Linked DNA regions of Mus musculus: regions 2 and 3 are each linked to region 1. A link is a contact called in public ChIA-PET and promoter capture Hi-C data. All regions are on one chromosome and are shown on one strand. Each heading gives the region's core, a stretch centred on a gene start, on an enhancer-like site or on the middle of the called end of the contact. The rest is flanking DNA. Distances are from core to core; before and after follow the strand shown.

Region 1 (4,119 bases), core at 1,074-3,573:
ACCTGCGCAGTGGAGGTCACCTATTTCCCCTTTGACTGGCAGAACTGCTCTCTCATTTTTCGGTAGGAAGAATCACTTCAATCATGATATTGAGAAGGGCCTAGAGCAGGGGACAGGGCCTGCTAAGGAGGGATAGGTGGGGTCTTCTTTGGAAGGTCTTTGGGAAGGAGTTGGAGTGAGGCACTGGAGTGAAGGGGTGGGAAGCTGGTGTAGGTTTGCAGTAGGCGTGGGCACAGGTTTCTTGCTGCCATCTTGTAGTTTGAGCGCATAGTCGCAGCTATTCCCCAGGAGGAGTCTGAGGCATAAAAATTACTTGAGTCCAGGAATCCCTTGGATAGCACGGTAAGCCCATCAGCAACCCAAAACAGAACAGAAAAGGAAGCAGGATTGGGAACGCGCTGGGGAATGTGGGCAAAAGAAGAGAGCCATATTACCCTGCCAGATTGAAGCTTCCAGGGTGGAACTAAGATGGCTGCCAGCTTCTGGGGTAAAGACTGGCCCTGTTTCACAGCTCCCAGACCTACAATGCTGAGGAGGTGGAGTTCATCTTTGCCGTGGATGACGACGGCAATACCATCAACAAGATTGACATTGACACGGCAGCTTTTACCGGTGAAGGGATATACCCCCTTTCCAAAAATTCTTCTCCCAGATAAGGTTCAAGGGGGGACGTTCAGGGTAGGGCTTGGCCTGAACCACACAACCGGAAGCTGAGCTTCTTGAAGTCAGTCTAGATGTGTTGTTTCCACACCCCCACCAGAAATGCCCCTCTCTACCATTCTGCCCCCGTGCTAACAGCCCAGGTTTCAAGCAGCCCTCTTGGCCTGGAGTTGCAGGTGTGCGGGCTGACTGTGCCCTATGTCCTGCAGAGAATGGAGAATGGGCCATAGACTACTGCCCAGGCATGATTCGCCGCTATGAGGGAGGTTCCACAGAAGGTCCTGGAGAAACTGACGTCATCTATACGCTCATCATCCGCCGGAAGCCGCTTTTTTACGTCATTAACATCATTGTGCCTTGCGTGCTCATTTCTGGCTTGGTGCTGCTCGCTTACTTCCTGCCTGCGCAGGGTAAGGGGTGACCCTGACTCCTGAACCCCAGGCTGGGCTTGCTCCCTGGCTTGCCTCTCACAGCTTGCTCCCTCTAGCTGGTGGCCAGAAATGCACGGTCTCTATCAACGTCCTGCTAGCCCAGACTGTCTTCTTGTTTCTAATTGCCCAGAAAATTCCAGAGACTTCTCTGAGCGTGCCACTGCTGGGCAGGTAATCTCAAAGTGGATCCCACAGAGATAGGGGCATGCATGGAGAATGTAGCCAAAGAAGGCTTGCATAGGGACCTGGTGTTGTCCCGTTCTGGACTTTTATTTGGACACAGGGTTGGACTGGGACAGTGATGGATTATCTGTTCCCCCATTCTCCTCACTGCTGCTGGGCGACACCTTGAGGTTTCCCGAGTCTCTCTGTTAAGAGGACAGTATAGTTCAGCATCTCCTTAATCATACCTCCTCTGACCCATGTCGCACCCTTTATCCCAAACGCACCGGATCCCCAGGGACCCCAAGGCCCAGTTGGCATAGGGTTTGTGGCAGAGATGAGGTAGACCCGTGCAAACCTCGTCCACACAGGTACAACCACGCCCCCTGGATCAGGTACCGGGCACTTGCGCCAGCTGCCGTTCCAGCTTGCCGAATCCCCTGCCCTGCGGCCAGGGCTACACGGGCCAGCGCCCTACCAGGATCCCCAGTGTCTGGGGCTGGGCCTGGGCAGTCGTTGCCGCCGTCCAGTCGCTGCACCTCCTGCTGCAGCCACAGGGCCGAGATCTACATTGGGGCATATGGGCTAGAGGTCCTTGCTTTTGTTGGCCTAGCCCTCTCCCCCTTTTATTCCCATCCCTCAGCCTCCCAGAGCAGCACCTCTAACAAGGTGGCTCCAAAGCTCATGATGCTGGCTGCAGCTTCTCTTAGCACCAGCCCTAGGGTGGCCTTCTGGGTGGGCGACTTGTCGGATTCCAGGGGGTCCTGGGACTTAAGCTCTCTGAACCTTTGCACCAGATATTCGTGAGCTGCGGCCACAGCAAGTTCCAGGGAAGATAGAAGTGGAGGCTGTAAGGCCACCTGGAGGAGCAAGGGTAGTGAGTGGAATGATCACATGGAAAGGGCCATAGCAGGAAGAGCTGGGGACCTCTCCAGATTCTGCCATTCTAATACCCTCACCTCGGTGGAGCTGTGGAAGTGGTAGACCCACAGCAGGGTGTCCAAATTGCTGGGAATCCCCTTCATGTCCGCAACAGATGGTATATGCAGAAGGGCCAGGACAATACTGGCATCGTTGAGGAGGATCAAGAAGTAACGCCACCAGCTGTGCGGAGGTGGTATTTGTGAGGTAGAGGGCAGCTAGTGCCTTGTTTGTGGGGTGCTGTGACATCAGGCTTCTGTATATCAGGTATCTTATATTCGTCATGGTGGTTGCCACGCTCATTGTCATGAATTGCGTCATCGTGCTCAACGTATCTTTGAGGACGCCAACGACTCATGCTACATCCCCTCGGCTGCGCCAGGTAAGCGCTGGTTGGAGAAAGTACTGCCCAGGGGTGGGAAGCGGGCTTGGAACCTCTCTCTGCCCCGGCTGCAGATTTTATTAGAGCTGCTGCCGCGTCTCCTGGGCTCGAGCCCACCCCCAGAGGATCCCCGAACTGCCTCACCAGCGAGGCGTGCCTCGTCTGTGGGCATTCTGCTCAGAGCGGAGGAGCTCATCTTGAAAAAGCCGCGGAGCGAACTCGTGTTTGAGGGTCAGAGGCATCGGCACGGAACTTGGACCGGTAAGCACTGCTCTTGGGTCAAAGGCATACACTCGCCGTTAGGGACGCTCTTTTAATGACCTAGCGCTTGCTGTTGCCTTAGCAGCAGCCCTCTGCCAGAACCTGGGTGCTGCAGCCCCAGAAATCCGCTGCTGTGTGGATGCTGTGAACTTTGTGGCTGAGAGCACAAGAGACCAGGAAGCCACTGGAGAGGTGGGTTGGGAGGTTGAGGCGGAGCAGTGCTAGATGCCCCGCCCTCCAGGCTCCTCCCTCGCTAAGCTCTCTCTCACAGGAACTGTCCGACTGGGTGCGTATGGGGAAGGCCCTGGACAATGTCTGTTTTTGGGCAGCTTTGGTGCTCTTCAGCGTTGGTTCTACTCTCATCTTCCTTGGGGGTTACTTCAACCAAGTTCCTGATCTCCCTTACCCACCGTGCATCCAACCATGAGCCTGCACTGGCACCCACCTCTCCCCCACCCCCCAAGAAAGAGATTTTGAAAACAGGCCGCTGACAATAAATCTGGTTTGTGAACTTGCAGGAGGGGTTGTGTGGTCATGTGGGTGGGTCCAACTCCTCAGGGAAGTAGAAGATGGGTGGGTGGTTTGGTCAGGCACTTGGAGGCAATTGGTTCAATTTTGCTCTTGGCTCCTTCTAACCTAAAGAATGTTTATCTAGTTGATAGCCAATGAGGTTTTTACAAGACCCAGATATAGAAACACTGAAGCCAGAAGTCTGGCCTGGCCCTGCTGGGGCTGGTAAAAACTATTCTCAAAGGGTCCTACCGTGTCAGGACTGATCCCTGGCCTATTCATCCACCTTACTTCGTCTCTATTATCACAGTAACTTCACAGAGCCTAATGCCTTTCCTCTACCCTCTGCATTCTCAACTCTCAAATCTCTCCAGGATTGAGAGAGAACAATAGTAGGATCTCAAAATGGTGGAAGCTGGTTGAATTGTCTTTATTAACAAAGGGGATATATCCAAGGCCACTACATTGAGAAAGGATACAGGAGGGAGAAGGGCTACTTGCTGCTCACACTATATACAGATGCAAGCAAGGGAGGATAAAGGCTGGGAGCTCTGAGCTCTCTCCTTCTAGGGAAGGGGAGAGGCTAGAAGGGGTGGGAGTGGGGAGGAAAGGGGGGAATGTTTTGGCTATGGGGTCCCTCCTCCATTCCCTGGGGGTTGGGGGGGAATCATTAAAGTGCTTTCAGAAAATGAGGAATGGTCCCTGCCCCTGGAGTGGCTGGTGACCGCCCCGCCTCCAGAACCCAGGGCCCAGTGAACACCCCCCCCCCAGAGTCTGGTACATTCAAGGGGG
Region 2 (4,119 bases), core at 581-3,080, 320 kb after region 1:
TTGACTTTGACTATCTTTCCTCAATTCCTCTCCACCTTAGTTTTGAGACAGGATGTCCCACTGAACTTGAAGTCCTCAGGCTAGCTGGCTAAGAAGTTCAGGTCCAGCTGTGTCTCCCCCACAGTGCTGGGCTACAGGTCACACGGCCACATCTGGATTCCTATGGGAATGACGGGATCAAAGGCATGAGACCCTCACATTTCCCTAGGGGCTTTACTGATCAAGGCAACCCCCCACCTCTGTGCAAGCCACAGAGGACAAATTCCAGCCAACGAAGAGACATTCTGTGCAAGGGGCTGAGTGTACGTACTGATACACACATATGTACACAAGTACGCATGTGCACACACACACATACACATGCACACATGCACATGCAGGTGCAGGCACATGCACACATACTGCAGAAGCACGATGAGAAGAATGTTATGGGTTGGGAGAAAGTAGTGTGGGAGTTGTGTAAGCATCAAAAGAGAAAGCCGGTAGAAAGGTTGGAAATTTGAATAAGCCCCTGGCCTAAAAATATGTCTAACAAGAAAGGGATAGAAGAGAGTTACGATTGGGTTTTCAAGTTCAGTGGCAGAGAAAACCCAACAGAAATAGAACACAAAATAATCTTAGCATTGCTAACAGAAGGAGCTGTCAGTTGAGTTGATCAAGATCCTGTGATTACTGTGGTCACTGTGAGGATCAATATACAGCCTTCCCGAGTATGTGTAAAGTTATGATTTAAAGCAAAGCCAACAGATGGGTGTGGTGGCACACACCTTTAGTCCTGGCCCTCAGTGGGCAGAGGCAGGTGAATCTCTGTGAATTCAAGGCCAGCATGGTCTACATACAGAGTTCTGGGTTAGCCCAGGGCTACATAGTAGATGATGTCTTAAATTAAAAAAAAAAATAAATGTAAAGCAAACAGTCCATTTATGAAACAATGTAAATATTTTCTGTGTAAATAGACCTACAGACACATGAAATCAATATACATACTTGGAGAGAATTGTGGCATCCAGAAGCAGACATATACGACAGTAAATGTAAGTCAACTTATTGCACCTACTGCTAGAAAATAAGTTTGTGTTAGCATAAAGCTGCACATAAAAGACATGCTTAAAACTAATCAGGAGGCTAAGTGAAGAGGGTTTGTGTTTGTGGATTAGTTTGGGTGTTAGTATAAGCTCATGTTTAGCTTTCTCAATATGGATGGTTATATATTAAAATATTGCTGTGGGGCTAGAGAGATGGCTCAGCGGTTACGAGCATTGACCGCTCTTCCAGAGGTCTTGAGTTCAAATTCCAGCAACCACATAGTGGCTCCCGACCATCTGTAATGAGATCTGATGCCCTTTTCTGGTGTGTCTGAAGACAACTAAGGTGTACTCATATATAATAAATAAATAAATATTTAAAAACGAAAAAATTTGCTGGGCAGTGGTGGTGTACGCCTTTAATCCCAGCACTTGGGAGGCAGAGGCAGGCGGATTTCTGAGTTCGAGGCCAGCCTGGTCTACATAGTGAGTTCCGGGACAGCCAGGGCTACATAGAGAAACCTATTTCAATAAACCAAAAAAGATAAAAATAAATAAATAAAAAATAAAAAATTGCTGGACGTAATCCTAGAGCTTGAGTGGTAGAGGCAGGAGGATCACAAGTCCAAGGCCATTCCCTATTGCATAGCAAGTTCAAGGTGCTGTGGATTTCAGACTTCTGAGAGAAGTCAGACACTGGAGGGGAGACCAGAGAATCATCTGCATCTCTCTTAGGAGAGGAGAGAGCAGGCATCAGAGGACTGAGCCTGGAGACACACCTCCTCTCTGGTGTGAGGGGCAGGAAGGAAGGCGTTTGGGTGAGCCTCAGCACCTGCACAGGAAACTGCTGTCTTCTAAGTGTAAATTTGTCTTATATATGATTTGAAATCTTGAGAGACGGGGTGTGAAGACACACAGAACATTTTTAGGGACCGTGGGAGCAAGGCACGCCCTTCAATTGTGTGTAACCTTTTATAGTTAGCAGGCACTGTGTGCATAAATACTGCCCTCCCGCTCTGCAGCCGAAGAACACTGGTGATAAACAGTTCTGCTTCCGCCACCCACCTTATCCCTCCTTAGCCAGTATCCTCGGTCCTCTCACGACAAGCCCCTAATCACGCCACAGCCTGCTCCAATTTCCTCAAAGTGTCAGCCAGCCAGCTACTGTTTGTTGGATGGGAGGGGAAATTCTTCAAGGGTCAGACGTGAGTTTGATCCTGGCACAGTGGTATACATCTGTGATCCCAATACTCCCGAGGCTGAGGCAGGGAATGGAGAATTCAAGTCCAGCCCTGGGAAACTTGCTTCTGCTTCTGAGGTTTTGCCAGTGGTGGCTCTCACACCCACTCCATTCCACCTTCTTCTGGGTTGCGTCCTTAAAGATGGCAGCTTCAGGAAGACCCCAAATGTGTGGCTTCAATCAAGCCTTGTGCCTGCTGCCCTGGGATGGGATATCCTCTAGGCAAATAGTAACACAAACACAGTGGTAATTTCCCTCTGCGTAGTGGGAGGTGCTGCCTCTCCTGGGAGGTCGGAAGGGTAGACTTTCCTGTGCAACAAAGAAACCGTGGCTCAGATGAGCTGCAAGCTGCACAGGCCCAGAGAGCCACTAGAACTCAGGATTTCTGATTCCAAGCTCAGTGTGTGTGTGTGTGTGTGTGTGTGTGTGTGTGTATCATATGTATTTTGTTGCAGTGACTTCTTAGGTATTTAATGTTAAATTATTTTATGATACTTAAATATAATTTGTTATTCAGCATTATTAGGCTTCATGTTTTCTTCATCTTACTGAATTTGTTAATAATGAAGAGTGTGCTGAAAATAAAGGACTCTTCATCCAGAAAACAATACATCTACAGGAAGTTTAGATAGGATTTAGGAGACCCATATATATTTTAAACCCAGCAACGAGGAGGAGGATGCTTGGGGTCTATACTGATAACTTAGCTATAAAGTCTGTGGCCTTAAGGTCTCTATTTGTAAGAACTACTTTACAAGATCATGGCTTAGAAGCCAAGCGCCGGACTTTTTTTTTTTTTTCCCAATTTGAGGTGATTGCACAATAGACTCATGGACCAACAACAAAGGCAGTCAGTTGGAGCAACGTACCTCTGATAGCCATGGAGTCACAGAAAGCCAGTCTCTTGAAATAGGACAACATAGAAAACCAGGAGATTTGACAGGGACAAACTAAAAATTTCGCAGAAACTATTTTTAGACAATAGTAAAAGAAATTTTGCTTATGAACCCGGAAAGGATGATATCTGATGGTCAGAGCCTGGGAGTGGTTGCCAAGCAACCCTGTAGCTCCCCAGTGGACTCAGTCCTGAAGACTGATTGGAACCAGTAGTCCAGCCTTATCACGAGGGGAGGTGCTTAGACTTATTGCAACTTGATATGCTATGTCTAGTAGATATCCGTGGGAGACCTGTCCTTTTCTGAAGGGAAACTGAGGAGTGGACAGGGGTGGGGGTGAGGGTGGAAGAGGGGAGATGTGGAGGAGGGACTGGGAGGAGAGAAGAAGGGAGCACTGTGGTTGGGATATAATATATGAAAGAATAAATAAATTTTAAAAAGAAAAAGAGATTTAGTTTTTCCGTAAGCTTAAATTTTTCTCTGAAAATAATCTAATTTTTTGAGTGTAGGCTATAAATGTTCTTCTCAAGAAACATGTAGAATCAAACACTTTATCTCAGTTCATAGGAGCAAACTTAGCGAGATGCATCTTTAAAAGAGATGATAAAGAAGGGCTCATTCCAGGATGGAGATGAGCCACTGTTCCTGATTGGACAAGCCAAGAGGCACCCAGACAAAGCCCACAGGGGTCCTCTGAGGGGCAGACTGACCTTTCTTGTTTTGTTTACTAATTCCTTGGCTTTTGACACAGAATCTCACCGAGTGGCTCAGGCTGGACCTGAATGAATGATTCTGCCTTGGTGCTAGGGTTACAGCTGTATGTTACAGCTGTACTCTTTTTTTTTTTTAACTCAGCTGAACATAGCTAAGATATACAACAAAGAGAAATCTATGATTGTTCACAGAATAGTAATTCTAAATAATTAAAAGTAGGTTGGGTTTACAAGATGACTTAAAT
Region 3 (4,119 bases), core at 763-3,262, 290 kb after region 1:
GACCCCAGCACACGCAGGGAGTAGCGATGAGCAGGTCCTGAGATCTCACTGGCCAGTCAGCCTAGACAGAATGGTGAACTCCTGGGCCAGTGAGAGGCTTTGTCTCAAGGAAATAAGGTAGGGATCAATAGAGAAAGATACTCCCAAAAGTTCTTCTCTGGTCTACACACACACACACACACACACACACACACACACACCCCATGAGAAAGAACACAGGACTCTGGAGCCTGTCATGGAAAAACTGCAATTCCGGGCAGCCTGGGCTAAATGGAGTATAATGAGAACATGTATCAATGGGGGGATACGTGAACTATGATTATTGTAAAATTGTGCAACCCATAAACAAATATTAGCACTGGGATGGTAGCATAGCTATATTTTTAAAATTAGAATCAAATAGAATATTCTCTGACTATATAAGCAAGATGCATTTAAAAAGCCCTGCCATGATACTGATGCGAAGTAGCCAAGATAACTGTTTAAAAAATAAAAAGCCAGGCATGGTGGCACAAGCCTTTAATTCCAGCACCCAGGGGCAGAGGCAGAGGCAGAGGCAGAGGCAGAGGCAGAGGCAGAGGCAGAGGCAGAGGCAGAGGCAGAGGCAGAGGCAGAGGCAGAGGCAGAGGCAGAGGCAGAGGCAGAGGCAGAGGCAGAGGCAGATGGATCTCTCTGAGTTCAAGACCAGCCTGGTCTACAGAGTGAGTTCCAGGACAACCAGGGCTGTCTCAGCTCTCCTGGGAAGGGCGAGTGCAGGACCACAACTGGGCTCACAGAGACCTGGGGACCTGGGACTCTGCAGGGGTCCTGGAGTGAAAGGAACACAAGAAAGGGGTTGGGCCTGTCTCCAAAAACAAACAACAAGAAAGGCTGAGGGAAAACTGGTAAAGAACTAGACAAGTTGCATTTAGTGTTTGTTCTGCAAGATCCTTCAAGCACCCGCTCCACTATAAACTAATGGCAAGTCCGTGTCCTCCCCCCCCCCCCCCCCCCGTTTGTCTGAGAAAGTACATCTATACTTTTAGATTCAGGTCTCAGTCGCATGTTTTTTTGTTTTGTTTTGTTTTGTTTTGTTGTTTTTGTTTTTGTTTTTGTTTTTTTCGAGACAGGGTTTCTCTGTGAAGCCCTGGCTATCCTGGCACTCACTTTGTAGACCAGGCTGGCCTCGAACTCAGAAATCCGCCTGCCTCTGCCTCCCGAGTGCTGGGATTAAAGGCGTGCACCACGCCCGGCTCTCAGCCGCATGTTTTGACGGACTCTTCGACCACGAGGCAAGGGATCAGTTAGTTAAGTAGTTAGCTCTTAAGCAAAATCCATTGTGGATTCAGGGACTTTTGTCCACAGGAGCACAGGAGCACCTGGACAGAGGCAGGAGTGTCACAGGACAGAGAGGTATACCCCTGTACTCGCTCTGAGGAGGAAGGGGGGCCGAACTCTGGGAGATGTGGTGGGAAGACTTAGTCCTGAAGAGAGTCCTCTCTCCTGTTCCTTTCCCTGTCCCCTTCCCTGCAGTTTGTCCACAGTATGGGTGCTCAGCCTAAAGCTTTGTCTTCAAAGATCAGGTTTCAGGGAGGTCCAATGGAAACTTCCAGACTATAGGGAAATTCCAAACTCCCTCCTCGGGCTCTCCAGTTTGAACAATGAACACCTCTACTGCACCTGTCCTCAACAAAAACAACAACAAAACTCTTTGGTCCTTGCCAAGATGCTAAGCTCACTTCCACGGAAAAGCGCGCCCCACCCAAAGCCTTTCTACTGCTGTCATCACTGCCTGCTGCGCTTTTTTTTTCCACTAAAATTGGGTGGGCGTGAGACTTAGCTAGCTGATGTGCTTAGCTCAGGGCTGGGCATGAAGCCCTTGCCAAGAAAACAAGGTAGGGATGCATTTTTGGAAACTGCTGGCAAACCATCTAGAGACAGTGAAGGTGAGAATCAGATACCTGCTCCTTAGTTGGGGAGGGACCTGAGTGGGCGGGGGCAATTCAAATACACCAAACTCTGGTCTAGGTGTGACTCTCTGGAGGCAGCCTCTCAGATCCTCTTAAGAGCAGTTTCCCCCCAGGTCCCTCTAGAGGATCAGCCGAGATGGTCAAGTACAAGATCCTCGTAGCCACTGGAGACTCGGTTTTTGCGGGCTCCGCCAACCTGGTGCATCTGTGGCTGGTGGGCGAGCATGGAGAGGCGGACCTTGGGAAGCAGCTGCGGCCACTGCTGGGAAGGGTGAGTGCCGGCCACTACGTGGGGCTCTCGCGGAGAACCGGGGATCTGAGACTCTGCAGGGGTTCTGGGAACTGTGGGGAGGGGAGGAAGCCTGATCCCAGAGAACCACTGAGAAGGTGATCCGGGAGTGATAGCAGGCGCAGGTGGGCTGGCTGCGAGAAAAGGGGACAGAGAAAGGAATAGGAGAGAGGGGCTGGGCAGAAAGAGGGGGCGGGGATGAGACAACACTGGGGAGCGCTGCAGGTGCACAGAGGAGCCTGGAGCCCAGCAGAGCGCCCCGCTCCTTCCTCGACGCCACTCGGTTCAGGTCTCTTTCCTTGAGTGCTTCTTAGAAGGGCAATTGGAGCCAAAGCCAAGCTTCTCCGAGGGCTCACTGACACTGCTGCCCACACGGAGGACCCCAGACTTGCTTAGGAGCTGTGTCCTATCCCACAGAAGACAGAGCTGGAGGTCGACGTCCCCTTGCATCTAGGGCGCCTCCTGGCGGTGAAGCTGCGCAAACAGAAAGGCCTATTGGATTCTGACTGGTTCTGCAAGAGCATCACTGTGCAGGGCCCTGGGACCCAAGGAGAAGCCTTTTTCCCCTGCTACAGTTGGGTGCAGGGCAAGGAGACTATCTGCCTAACCGAGGGCACTGGTGAGGACTCTGGCGGTGCCGCTGAAGGATGCAGGAGGTCGTTGGGCTTGTTATGAAATAAATTACAGAAAAGATTAGAGATAGAGGGGAGCGGGGGAGACGAGAAAGGATGAGATGGAGGGCACAGAGCGGTGCCCTAAGAGGACACACTTTTGTGTCTGCTTCTTCCAGCCCTGAAGGTAACTGATGACACTCAGAACCTGTTTAGGAAGTATCGAGAGCAGGAGCTGGAGAACAGAAGGAATGTGTATCGGTGAGTTCAAGAAAACTGTCGATCGCCCTCTAGAGCCTCCAAACCCACTGTCTCACGTAAGGCTCCGTATCTGTTCCCCAGGTGGGGCTCCTGGAAGGAGGGATTAATCCTGCCTATAGCAGGGAGTACTGAACGGGACCTCCCCCGGAACCAGAGATTCATGAAGGATAAGGATTTAGATTTTTCCCTCTCTCTGGTCAAAGAGTGAGTACTTGGTTGAGTTTGCGCAGTTTCGCCTTAAGCTGTAAGGTGGGCTCTTTCTTGATCTTCTTGCACGGTGTTCTTTGCACAGGTTGAAGAACTTTGCTATTAAGGGGACTCTAGATTTTGTAAGTCGTGTACAAAAGCTGGAAGATTACCAGAAAGTATTCCCACATACAAAGACTGCTCTGCCTGGTCAGTGACCACAATTTCCTAAAGTCTCTTTAATCAGAATTCCAACCCAGCTATCCGAGAGAACTGGGGAGAGAGGGCAGGAGATGATGGGTTGGCTGGAGGGCACGTTTAGAGCTCACACTGTGTTCTCAACGGATGTCTTCAGAGCGGGTCCGTGGTTCCTGGAAGGAAGATGCTCTCTTTGGGTACCAGTTCCTCAACGGTGCAAACCCCATGCTCCTGAGGCGGTCCATGCGCCTTCCAGCCCGGCTGGTCCTGCCTCCAGGGATGGAAGACGTACAGACCCAGCTGGAGAAGGAGCTCAAGGTGCTGAGCTGCCTCTGTTTAGCTTATGCACCCAACCCCATCCCCATGGTTCTGACCGATTTCTTTCCCTTTCCTTGCTTCCTTCCCCCCCACCTCTCCTTGTGTGACTCCATCATCAATACCCTCCTTTATCTGCATTTAGGATTTCTTTTCTTAGATCATTTTTTAAGGTTAGCATACAAAATGGTGACAGGTTTCATCATCACTTGGAGTTTCTCAACTTTGGAGCTATGCCATGGTTGTGACCTATATAATTCTTTCTTTTAGGGTGTTCCCCTGTATAGTAATGTCCTAGTAATATCTCCTG

The links. Promoter capture Hi-C pulls out the DNA fragments that hold promoters and counts their contacts. ChIA-PET counts read pairs in DNA pulled down with a chosen protein or histone mark.
Region 2: an RNA polymerase II ChIA-PET map of memory CD8 T cells shows a contact between it and region 1, with 10 read pairs. The contact joins the enhancer-like site here to the promoter of 4930544D05Rik in region 1. A contact is called at or near these places in 7 of 39 promoter capture datasets (the 3T3-L1 cell line, cranial neural crest, embryonic stem cells and 3 more) and 1 of 115 datasets of contacts at active chromatin or transcription factors (memory CD8 T cells).
Region 3: a promoter capture Hi-C map of stem cell-derived epiblast-like cells shows a contact between it and region 1, with 3 times the contacts expected there. The contact joins the promoter of Alox12e here to the promoter of 4930544D05Rik in region 1. A contact is called at or near these places in 19 of 39 promoter capture datasets (the C10 cell line, the HPC-7 cell line, cranial neural crest and 11 more), 1 of 15 datasets of contacts at CTCF or cohesin (embryonic stem cells), 30 of 484 Hi-C or Micro-C datasets (B cells, the Ba/F3 cell line, the G1E-ER4 cell line and 9 more), 3 of 115 datasets of contacts at active chromatin or transcription factors (bone marrow-derived macrophages and embryonic stem cells) and 5 of 9 other capture datasets (adipose tissue, embryonic stem cells, liver and 2 more).

What each region holds. Positions count from the first base shown.
Region 1 is chr11:70,614,098-70,618,216 of GRCm38.p6, reverse strand. 4930544D05Rik (RIKEN cDNA 4930544D05 gene) reads right to left here and starts at 2,323. Exons shown (of 4, transcript NM_001145537.1): 1 at 2,213-2,323; 2 at 1,913-2,113; 3 at 1,612-1,819; 4 at 1,327-1,459. The coding sequence starts at 2,278. The coding sequence ends at 1,419. It overlaps Chrne (cholinergic receptor, nicotinic, epsilon polypeptide), which reads left to right. Exons shown (of 12, transcript NM_009603.1): 5 at 1-62; 6 at 512-612; 7 at 870-1,070; 8 at 1,148-1,262; 9 at 2,442-2,556; 10 at 2,631-2,817; 11 at 2,903-3,009; 12 at 3,089-3,334. The coding sequence ends at 3,244. It overlaps Mink1 (misshapen-like kinase 1 (zebrafish)), which reads right to left. Exons shown (of 33, transcript NM_001045964.1): 33 at 3,735-4,119.
Region 2 is chr11:70,296,017-70,300,135 of GRCm38.p6, reverse strand. No RefSeq gene overlaps it. Among named protein-coding and RNA genes, the nearest start is that of Gm40192, 7.0 kb to the right of the region's middle. Within about 2 kb of position 1,830, at least 57 of the 459 cell types and tissues checked have an H3K27ac peak or open chromatin away from gene starts, as enhancers often do. A contact at or near this core is called in memory CD8 T cells, where this site is marked.
Region 3 is chr11:70,320,423-70,324,541 of GRCm38.p6, reverse strand. Alox12e (arachidonate lipoxygenase, epidermal) reads left to right here and starts at 2,012. Exons shown (of 14, transcript NM_145684.2): 1 at 2,012-2,220; 2 at 2,656-2,857; 3 at 3,029-3,110; 4 at 3,192-3,314; 5 at 3,403-3,506; 6 at 3,652-3,812. The coding sequence starts at 2,086.